Regions from separate parts of the Gasterosteus aculeatus genome. Here region 1 is linked to region 2. The links are chromatin contacts, called in public Hi-C maps. All regions are on one chromosome and are shown on one strand. Each heading gives the region's core, a stretch centred on a gene start, on an enhancer-like site or on the middle of the called end of the contact. The rest is flanking DNA. Distances are from core to core; before and after follow the strand shown. Region 1 holds the start of usp54a (ubiquitin specific peptidase 54a). Region 2 holds the start of hhat (hedgehog acyltransferase).

Region 1 (4,872 bases), core at 1,717-4,216, 140 kb after region 2:
CTCTCTCCGTCCACGCTACACTCGGCGGCCGTCTCCCAGGTGACTCAGCAAGACAATGACATCATCCCTTTCGGCACACACACCTGTTTCCTCCACAAGCGCCGCCCCCTCAGCCACCGCCCCCTTTGCTCAGTTGGACTTCCTGGATCTCTTAAAGGGAAAGTGTCCGCCAGACAGTATATCTTCATACTCCACAGAATTTTCGCATTTATTGGACAATATGACATAGACGAGGTGGGATTTAACAACGGCCCCCTGGCTGGAAACGAACCAACTGACTAACAACTGACTAAAATGACTGATAGTGATCGAGATGAAATATTTGTCAACCAGTTTACAGACCAGCGATCACTCCAGAGTCCCATTAAAGCACATCAGACGCTCCGCCACAGGAGGCCTATAGCTCATTCAATGTGTTTGTGTGTGTGTGTGTGTGTGTCTGTGTGTGTGAGCGAGATCATTTGTTCCACATAATGATTACAGCGTTGGGTCCTCGGTGCTCCGGCTGGCGTGCCCCATTTCAAGTTCCCGTCCAATCAAAGCGTGACACATGAAAGTAGGCACCTGCAATATTTACGACTAATGAATTTTAAAACACATTAAGCCGCAACATTTAATTTCCCCCCCCCACCTCAGGGTTGCAGGGCGTCACACCGAGACAACACTTTTCCTGTATCTAATGAGGGGAGCGTGTTGCCGGGAGCTAAATGTGATTCACGTTATTACTTCGAGAAACCCTGCTGGGGCTGTAAACACACGCAGGATGAAACAACCAATTAATGAAAGATGCAAACGCCGAAAACAAAGAAGAATTATATTCTGAGTAATTTCATATTGGAGATGAAACGCCAGGAGGGAGAAGAATAAAAACAATGCAGCAGTCTGCTGCAGTCAACGTCTAAACAACTTTGATAGTGCAGCTATTATGCAATGTTTGTCCTGAGGGTGGCAATAGAGGCAAGGTCATGGGGTCATTTAAAAGGATGGAAAATGTACAAAAGTTATGAAACGATCCAAATACCAGCTCCTCACATGTTATACATATCCAGCTGCTATAGCGTCTTCTTTGTAAATGTTGAGAATGCACTCAGACCTCAGTTCAAAAATGACTAACTCCTTCTTACTTGAAACACAGAAGTATTATCAGCCTCATGTAAATTGAAGTCGGCTGCTTTTCTTATCGGTGTGTGCACCACATCGTGTCCCTAAAAAAAGATACACACTCAAAGTCTCAGTTACACGGGTGTGGAAGCAGCCCGTCGGGTTCTGTATCACTGTAATCATATGTGGGAGAAGAAAATACACACACACACACACACACACACACACACACACACTAACACAAATAATGACACACACTTATTTCCGTCTCGTCTCCCATGGCGACCAGCCTGCTCTCTGTCGCCACGGCGATAGATCTCCAGCTTAGGCCCACGGCCGACAGACTGCAATAGGCGAGAGGCCATTGAGATGAGAGAGTACGTAATACAACGTTGATGTACCCGTACTTTACTTGAGTGTTACAGAACTCTGTACTTCTACTTCTATCAGGCACCTGTACATACAACTGTGTAAAAAGTTAACCAACAAATCCATTGTTTCTTTATAAAAAGCTCCTGTGCAGTCACCTGCAACATCAAAATGCAGATCATATGTTACTGCAATGACAAAAATAATCTAAATCTAAATTCATGATGTAATGTAACGGGGAAAGCACCCGTTTTGGTTGCATCTTTTTTTGTTTACTTTAAGTTAATTATCTTGATAACGTTACACCCCCTTAGATTAAAAAGGAACTACTGCTTATGGGCCTAATCATTTCTTGATTTACCAACTCATTCTAAGAATAAGTATAAAATATAATAAGACTTTTCACAACTAATCTCTTTTTAAAGAGATAGGGGGGGTGGGGGGGCAGCCGCACACACACACACACACAAACACTCGGCGTGGGAACTGAGTGTCAGCATGTAAGGTTTTATTCATTTGCTAATTTTACACAACAATGCAACAATAGCCGCTCTCATTAGGAATGCAGACTGAGAGAGAGAGAAAGACTTTGAGTTGTATGACTTACTTTTATTCTATAAACCGCTGAAATTCACAACTTTACATCAATTTGTCTCCTCTTAACTGTCCTCCAGGATGTCATTATTGAAAAGAAGAATGCTCTAAATTTGTGCAAAATTCCCATTTTGCAACTGAATTGTCTGTTTCATTAAAGCTTGGCTGGACCCCCCCCCCACCTTCAGTCTGTGAGCAGGTTTAATGTTTTTATGATAGAGCTGTGACATAACGATGACATCATCTGAGTAGTTAGAGAGTGTGGTGATGTCAAATAAATCCAAACATGCATGCCCACACAATAATAGTTGTATTATTAACTATTATAAAATGTGGCTTGTTTTAGTTACTTAACTTTAGTTTAACCCTTGATTTTAATTCCTGGTCACCTTTCTAAATGTATAAATATATAAAATATATAATAATTCAGAAACTTTTACAATATAAATATTTTTCGTGCAGAGAATCAGTGAAGAGAAACAACAGAAAACAGAAGAATCCTGCAGAAACACGAGGCCCACGCACACGTACGAACACGCGCAACACTCACACACGCACGCACGCGTACATAGAAGCTTCTCCTCCTGCAGCTTTAAACACGAGTAGCATCTGTTTCACAGCAGCAGAAAGACCGATGCATGTGCTGTGCACGCGTAGCGTCAATGTGCACGCGGATAGTAACGCGCGCACACGCGCGTATAAAGACACTGCGCAGCAGGTGCCGGTTAAAGAGCGAACAGTCCGATGAACATTAAACCTGCGTCACTGCCCCCCCAGTAGCCAGCTGCTTACCTTCAGACTCTGAGGGACGGATGAGTGAAGCCTGGAGGAGCCACCAAGGTGACGTCAGCAAACACCGACCACGTCCGGTCGTCCTTTCAAAATGAAAGCACTAGAATGACGACATTCCTGCAGTCCAAAGGGGTGCAGTGTCTCTATATATAGATAGATAGAGAGACTTAAGTAATTGATAAAGAACACAATTATGTTAAATATATATATATATATATATATTATAATACATATTTAAAATTAGTTAAATGCTAAATAAAAATACATTTCAAAAAGTTCAATAAAAAGTAGGTTATTGAGCTTTCTAGTCACATCAATCCCTAACTTTTGAGCACTGCTACTGTTTAACTAAGTAATATAAAAAGGAAAAATCAGATATTGGACAATTAGACATTAATTGTATTTGGTTATGAATAAAGAGTACAAGCTGTGGACTTTGGCTTACTGTTAACACAGTGGCTCATGATTTATAAATGGTTCAATGATTTTTTAACAATTAGTAGAGCCATTAGTCACAGCTCATAAAGGTAGTGACTTATACATGGTGCTAAAGTGTCCCTCACAGCCTCAATGTGGGACATCAACTGGAGTAACACACATTATTAATAAAAGTGCCTGCTCTTAACTACAACGGCAATCAACTTGATCAAACGTCTATTTTGTCAAAATTAAATAATTTAAGTTAAATTTCTTAAAAGGAATTAGAATTGAGGAAAAAGTGAGGTTGAAACAATCAACAGCATATTTCTTTACTGAGCTTAAACATGGAAAACCACAAAGTCTGATCCTCCAACAAACAGCTTCACAAAGTCACAGACGTCTGTCAACAAACCAACAGTCAACGTCTTTGTCTTCAACCGGTGGTCTCTAAATGGATCAGAGACGTCCAAAATGTCCCCGTTGGGTTCACGAGCTTCAGTATTTCAATTCATTAGAAACTAAATGAACATCACAAGCTTCCTACTTGTTCCCTCTGAAGACTTTTTACGTTTCACTTGATCTACTCGCGTAGCAGCTTTCCCGATAACTGTGATATATTAAAAAAAATTGACAATTTAAAATGTTCCAACGCCTTTTAAATAATTCCATATATAGTAATGATAACTTGCCAATAAAGAGACATATTTGTGATGAATCTGAATTAATTATTTTGGCCACAACAGCGTGTAATGTGTAGAACAAATCCGCAGACGGCCCCGGTTCCATCATTTGCAATCCTTCTAAAAGAATCTTTGAAGCAGAACTCATATCTGGCTTATTTCCAGGTCCCAGTTTAACCGCTGCAGGCTGCTCGGGCTTTAGTCCTACTCGAAGCTCTCCAGGACGGGTTCGTGGCCCGTCTCCTTGAGGAAGCGCAGCAGGTCGTCCGGGCGCAGCCCCATGGTGGCGGCGTTGGTCATGGGGTGGAAGTAGACCCGCTCGTGGCCTCCCTCCACCAGGTCCCGGTCCAGGACGCACCTCACACTGTGGTCCTTGTCGAAGAGCAGAGCGAGAGCGGTCGCACAGCCCTGACCCACCTGGGGGGAGACCGACAGAGAAAGTAGAACTCAGACCGTACCGCTTCCGTCTGGTTTGACTCCAGAGCCACCAGATTCGCTGTTGACGTTTCCGTGAAGTGAGCGTTTTTTAAACCCGCCTCTCACCTTGAGTTTCTCCAACATGGCCGCCTCCTCTGCGAAGCGCAGGTTGCCGCTGCCGACACCCAGCTTCTTGGCGAGGTTGTTGAGGTTCACCTGCAAGGGGATTATGGGAGGATGCACTCAGGACAAAGCAGAGAAACACACGCACGCACGCACGCTCGCAGGTCAGGTCAGGTCAGGTCAGGTGTGTGTGTGTGTGTGTGTGTGTGTGTGTGTGTGAGAGGGGGAACGTAGAGGCGTGAGCTGACCTGGCGGTCGTGCCGAGCCGACACCAGCCACAGGCCCTTCTTCTTCTTGTCCTTCAGGAAGAGGTTCTTGGTTACGGCTCCGCTCACGTCCTGCAGGTGAGGCATCATCTCCTCGACGGTGAACACCT
Region 2 (4,532 bases), core at 126-2,625:
GGGATGCAGGAGGTGCAGGGGGACTGGGTGGGGGCGACCTTGGGAAAGGCGAACAGGGAGAAGGAGCTAGTGAGTGGACCCCACTGAAAGGTTGGTAGCGTCTCTTTCTCCTGTTGTCAGAAGATCCTATTTTCCTTTCCATTCATTTTAAAGCACTGCTGAGGTTTAATTCTCCAGCCGTGAATGCTCTCTGCATAGGAGGTGGAAGTGACGATGCCTCTGGGAAGCTGCTTCTTATGAAGACATACAAGTCGCCCTGGGAGAAGGCCATGAAGGGCGATGAAACCCTCATCGCCACCATGAAAGGAGGAATGCCAGATTTCAACAAAAACGATGCGCTAAAGTACAAATGTTTCAACAGGTACTTCCCTCGAGGCCCGGCGTCACACCAGAGGTGCTTCGTAACACACGCTGGCTTCAGTAATCCTCTCCCCCTGTCTTGCTAGGTCTGCCATGCCCTATGGTGGCTTCGACAAGGCCAACCAGTTCATGAAATTCCAGGTGCCAAAGAGTGAGGCCAAAGAGGAGCCTGAACCAGCGGTGGTGTACCAACCGGACATCGGCTGCCGGCCTTCCTTTAACCGCACTCCCATCGGCTGGGTGTGCAGCGGCGAGCCCGGCACCATCAACATGGAAACAGAAGCTGTGGCTTATGATGGAGAGACTGACGAGCTGTGAAGAAAATAGCCAGAATTTCATCACACACACTGTGCACACGCATGCATACATTAACGTGTGCATACACACAGATGCGGTAGATGAGCTTAGAGTTAACTGTTGGGCTGGTGAATTTGAATTTCTGGATAACTGAAAGCGTGGAGGAGAGGTGGACATGTTCTTGTGTTGCTCTGTTTGCGGTTGTTGTGCTGGGAAACAAGCAGTAGATGCCGATGATGGGATGAAAACTTCAAACGTTTGGTTCAAGAGTTAAGTCCAAACACGGAAGTCACAGATTTGGTCAATGAGGAAAGAATGAATCAAGTATGATGGATAGATTTATGCAATGTTATAGCTTTGACAATGTCTTGATGTCAAACCGTTTCCTAGTGCATTTTTGCTGTTAATATTCTGTTTTTACAACACAAACCTGTCTGATTCATTATGCATGCAAAGCATCAGCTACTAATCCATTAACTTACTGTGAAAACACAGTTTCTAAACTATAGGCCGTTTCAAACTGTAACAGTCATCTTGTTAAGTGATTAAACTGTCAAGGGAAATCACTTTGGGTGTGTGAATATCCTTACCATTTTCATTCCCGTTGTTCAAATTAATGAATGTTTTATGAGGTTTGAACATGTCGGAAGTGTCGAGCTATTAGCCAGCTCTTTTATTATATCGGGGTATGAAGTTATATTACATATATTTTCCTTTAAAGAAATTATGCATACATTTTTTAATCTACTAAACTATTATGATTTGTCATATCAACCATATGGAAATACTCCATTACAAGTAGCAGCCATACATTCATATTTTTCAGCAAATTTCCTAGTAGAATGTTGTGTGTGTGTGTGTATGTATATATATATATATATATATATATATATATATATATATATATATATATATATATGGTATTCCCTGCCTGACATGAAGAGACGCTCCCGCGCCGCTGGGGGCAGTGACGCTCCAGAAAGTTGTCGGCCAGTTCTCACCAAAGAAATAAGAAAGAAGAAGAAGAATTCAATACCTTTTAATGTTGGACGCTTTACTAACGACATGAACGTTAGTAAGCGTCCCAAGCGCTGTCGTTCAGTGCAGTCTACAAGTTACCGCATCGCCGAGGACACCCACACTGCGTTATTCGGTAAAACTGCGACTCTTTCGAACGATTAACTAACGTTAGCTTAGCAAACGTTAGCTAACTGCCATTTGATCAGGATGGCTGCGAAAGTTTTCAGATGAACCAACAACGTGTGAATTAATAAACAAATAATAAAATCAACTCGAACACACCGTTTTGGCGCTAGTGTTTTTGTCTTAATATCAAATGATGAAACAAATTGTAAGAAGCTTAACGATAATAGCTGACGTAGCTAGTTTGGTCACCGCGTACGGTAGCCATCGATCGACGCTTAACGTTACTTTTGCAGCGCCCGTCGGAACTTCCGGAACTCCGGGCTCAGTGTTGCCTAGCAACAGCAGTGAAGGCTCCTCGCCAACCTCACTGTGACGTCGTTCCAGTCGTACGGTAAACGCAGGCAGACATTAGCTGACGTTACCTTACGTCAACAGCAAATGGTGCTAACAGCAACAACTGCAATATACGATACATTCATATTTAGTTTAATTTATTAAACGAGTTCTTGTGGTTATTTTCCTATAATTACATTTTAGGAAAGCAGACAAAAGTATTTTCTGTGTCACTCCATCGGTTATATTTGGATTAAATCTGATTTAATCTGAAGATCAGTTCTGTAACAAATTGCCACTCACAGGGCTGCTTTTGTTTTTTGCTTCTTTTCAGGTGTCCTATAGCACAGGGACTTTGCCAGATGGCATCCACCAAATCAAAGGGCCAGTTGGCCCCCCTGCCATGGGCAGAGATGCTCGCATATTGGGTGCTGTCCTTTGGCGCGCACCTGTACTCTTTCTACCAACTACACATATTCTCCAAAGGTAAAGATTGATATCTAGTTCCGTCGTTAAGTGTATCGAGAAGAAAGGGTCAAGAAAAAATGAAGCTGTTGTTTCCCGTTTCTTACCTCAGGGCATGAAGCAGGCTTAGAGAGAGAATTCCAGTTGGAAAAAGGCCTTGTAAAGGGTTTTAAAAGGGTAAGTTCAATGTTGATACTACTGATTAAAACCAATCTGGTCCAAATTGAAGCTTTATTAGAGACTTGAACAAGCTTTACAGTTTTCAAATGTTTTGAAAAATAAAAATGAGGCTCTTCATCCCATTTTGACCATTCAAAGAGCCCTTTCAACAGGCTTCAGGTGCGATTTTTAAGGCCCCATGGTTGAAGTTAGTTGTCTTTTTTCAGGATCCATCAGACTTTGAGTGGACTTTCTGGACAGAATGGGCTAAGAAGTCTTTGCTGTGGACCCTTGCTGGTCATGGCGTGATTTCTAGATTGACCAGCATCTTTTACCCAAAGGTAGGAAGCCGCTGCTACAGTACGGTTGAGTGAAACATTGCTACCAGGTGGGAGGAGTTTTGATCCAAGTTGTGTTTTTGGTACCTGTCACAGTTGAGGGTGCCAGCACTCACGATTTATGGCTTCTTGGCTGCCAGCAGTGTGCTGGGGATCAGAGGTGTGAGCGTGCTGCTGGTACATCTGGGCTTGTCCTTCTCAGTGGCCCTACTGCAAAAGTCAGCGCTGTCATGGGCCACCAACCTGCTGCTGCTCTCCACACTTCACATCCGGCCGCTTCAAGAGATCCAGGTGGGTCAGATCACCCGCGTTATACTGGTTCCTGTTTTAGTTTGGGGGCTTTTACCTTGCATTAAAAGCACAGAACTAAAATATGTTTTATAGGAAGTAAAATACATTATCAGCAGGCAAAATGTTATAGATTCAGGGGGGAAAAGTGACTGCATCGCCACTATATATCTATTTGCATAAAATATCTATGTATGAATTTAACATTTTTTGACCATATTGCGTTATTTTTTCACTTACTATTTGATTATCACTTAAAGCTATATTTGTAAAGAACACAAGGGGGCACACAATACCAACAACCACTCAGCTGCATTATTTTATGTCGCTACCACAGATAGAAGTTGGGTTCATTTTATTGAGGCATTTACATACCAAGCATGTTATTTCCAGTATCTCCTGAGTTCTACAGAATTTAATGCGGTGAAAATGAGAGAATTACAAAAAGAGTGAGATGTTTCAATAAACTGTATTTTCTTTAAAGCGAAATGATTAAGTGTGTAAGTAAGCTTCAGCTACAATTGTTGGAAATCTGACTTTGATAAGTAGAATAGAAATAGATTGCACATGTAATGAATTGACACATTTTTATGACTGATTGTCAAAATAAGCTGTTAATGCTCTATATTAAATATAAAGAAAGAGTGATTAAAAAAAAAAAGAACCTACACTGTAGCAATGTTTGATTGTAACTATTATTATAAAAGGTTTTCCCCAGGAATGTGTTAAAAGCAATTGACCCTCTCTCTGCATTAGAGGGGCTGGTATAAGACCGAGGAGGAGTACTACCTGCTGCTCTTCAGCGTGGCCGTCTGTGGTCTACGCTTCATCAGCTTCAGCCTGGAGCGTTGCTGGAGCCCCGGAGAGCGGCGTGGAGCGCTGGAGCTCTGCTGGTTGTTGTCGTACACCTTCTACCACCCTTTCTTCTTCAACGGACCCGTCGTTACGTACCCAGATTACATTGAGCAGGTAAGACGGCCAGCGATGCAGTTTAGTCTGAAAGTCCCTGTGTTATTGTCTAGAGGAGGCTGACTGCTGTTCTTAAGTACAGCTGATCTCAGGTGACCTTATCGTTGTGAAGCTACAGCAAGCAGCCCTTAACAAAAGCCTCACTTTTTCACACTTGCAGATGCAGAGGTCATCGGA

Evidence for each region. A called contact is a pair of places that touch in the nucleus more often than the background predicts.
Region 1: a Hi-C map of skeletal muscle shows a contact between it and region 2, with 4 times the contacts expected there. The contact joins the promoter of usp54a here to the promoter of hhat in region 2. A contact is called at or near these places in 2 of 6 Hi-C or Micro-C datasets (both in skeletal muscle).

The regions. Positions count from the first base shown.
Region 1 is chr6:16,829,003-16,833,874 of fGasAcu3.hap1.1, forward strand. usp54a (ubiquitin specific peptidase 54a) reads right to left here and starts at 2,967. Exons shown (of 23, transcript XM_040177948.2): 1 at 2,857-2,967. prorsd1 (prolyl-tRNA synthetase domain containing 1) reads right to left here. Exons shown (of 4, transcript XM_040177958.2): 2 at 4,745-4,870; 3 at 4,500-4,589; 4 at 3,592-4,373. The coding sequence ends at 4,161.
Region 2 is chr6:16,694,497-16,699,028 of fGasAcu3.hap1.1, forward strand. hhat (hedgehog acyltransferase) reads left to right here and starts at 1,376. Exons shown (of 12, transcript XM_040177922.2): 1 at 1,376-1,810; 2 at 2,471-2,622; 3 at 2,714-2,778; 4 at 2,988-3,101; 5 at 3,195-3,389; 6 at 4,143-4,355; 7 at 4,516-4,532. The coding sequence starts at 2,499. It overlaps myoz1a (myozenin 1a), which reads left to right. Exons shown (of 7, transcript XM_078104771.1): 5 at 1-90; 6 at 199-361; 7 at 447-1,223. The coding sequence ends at 678.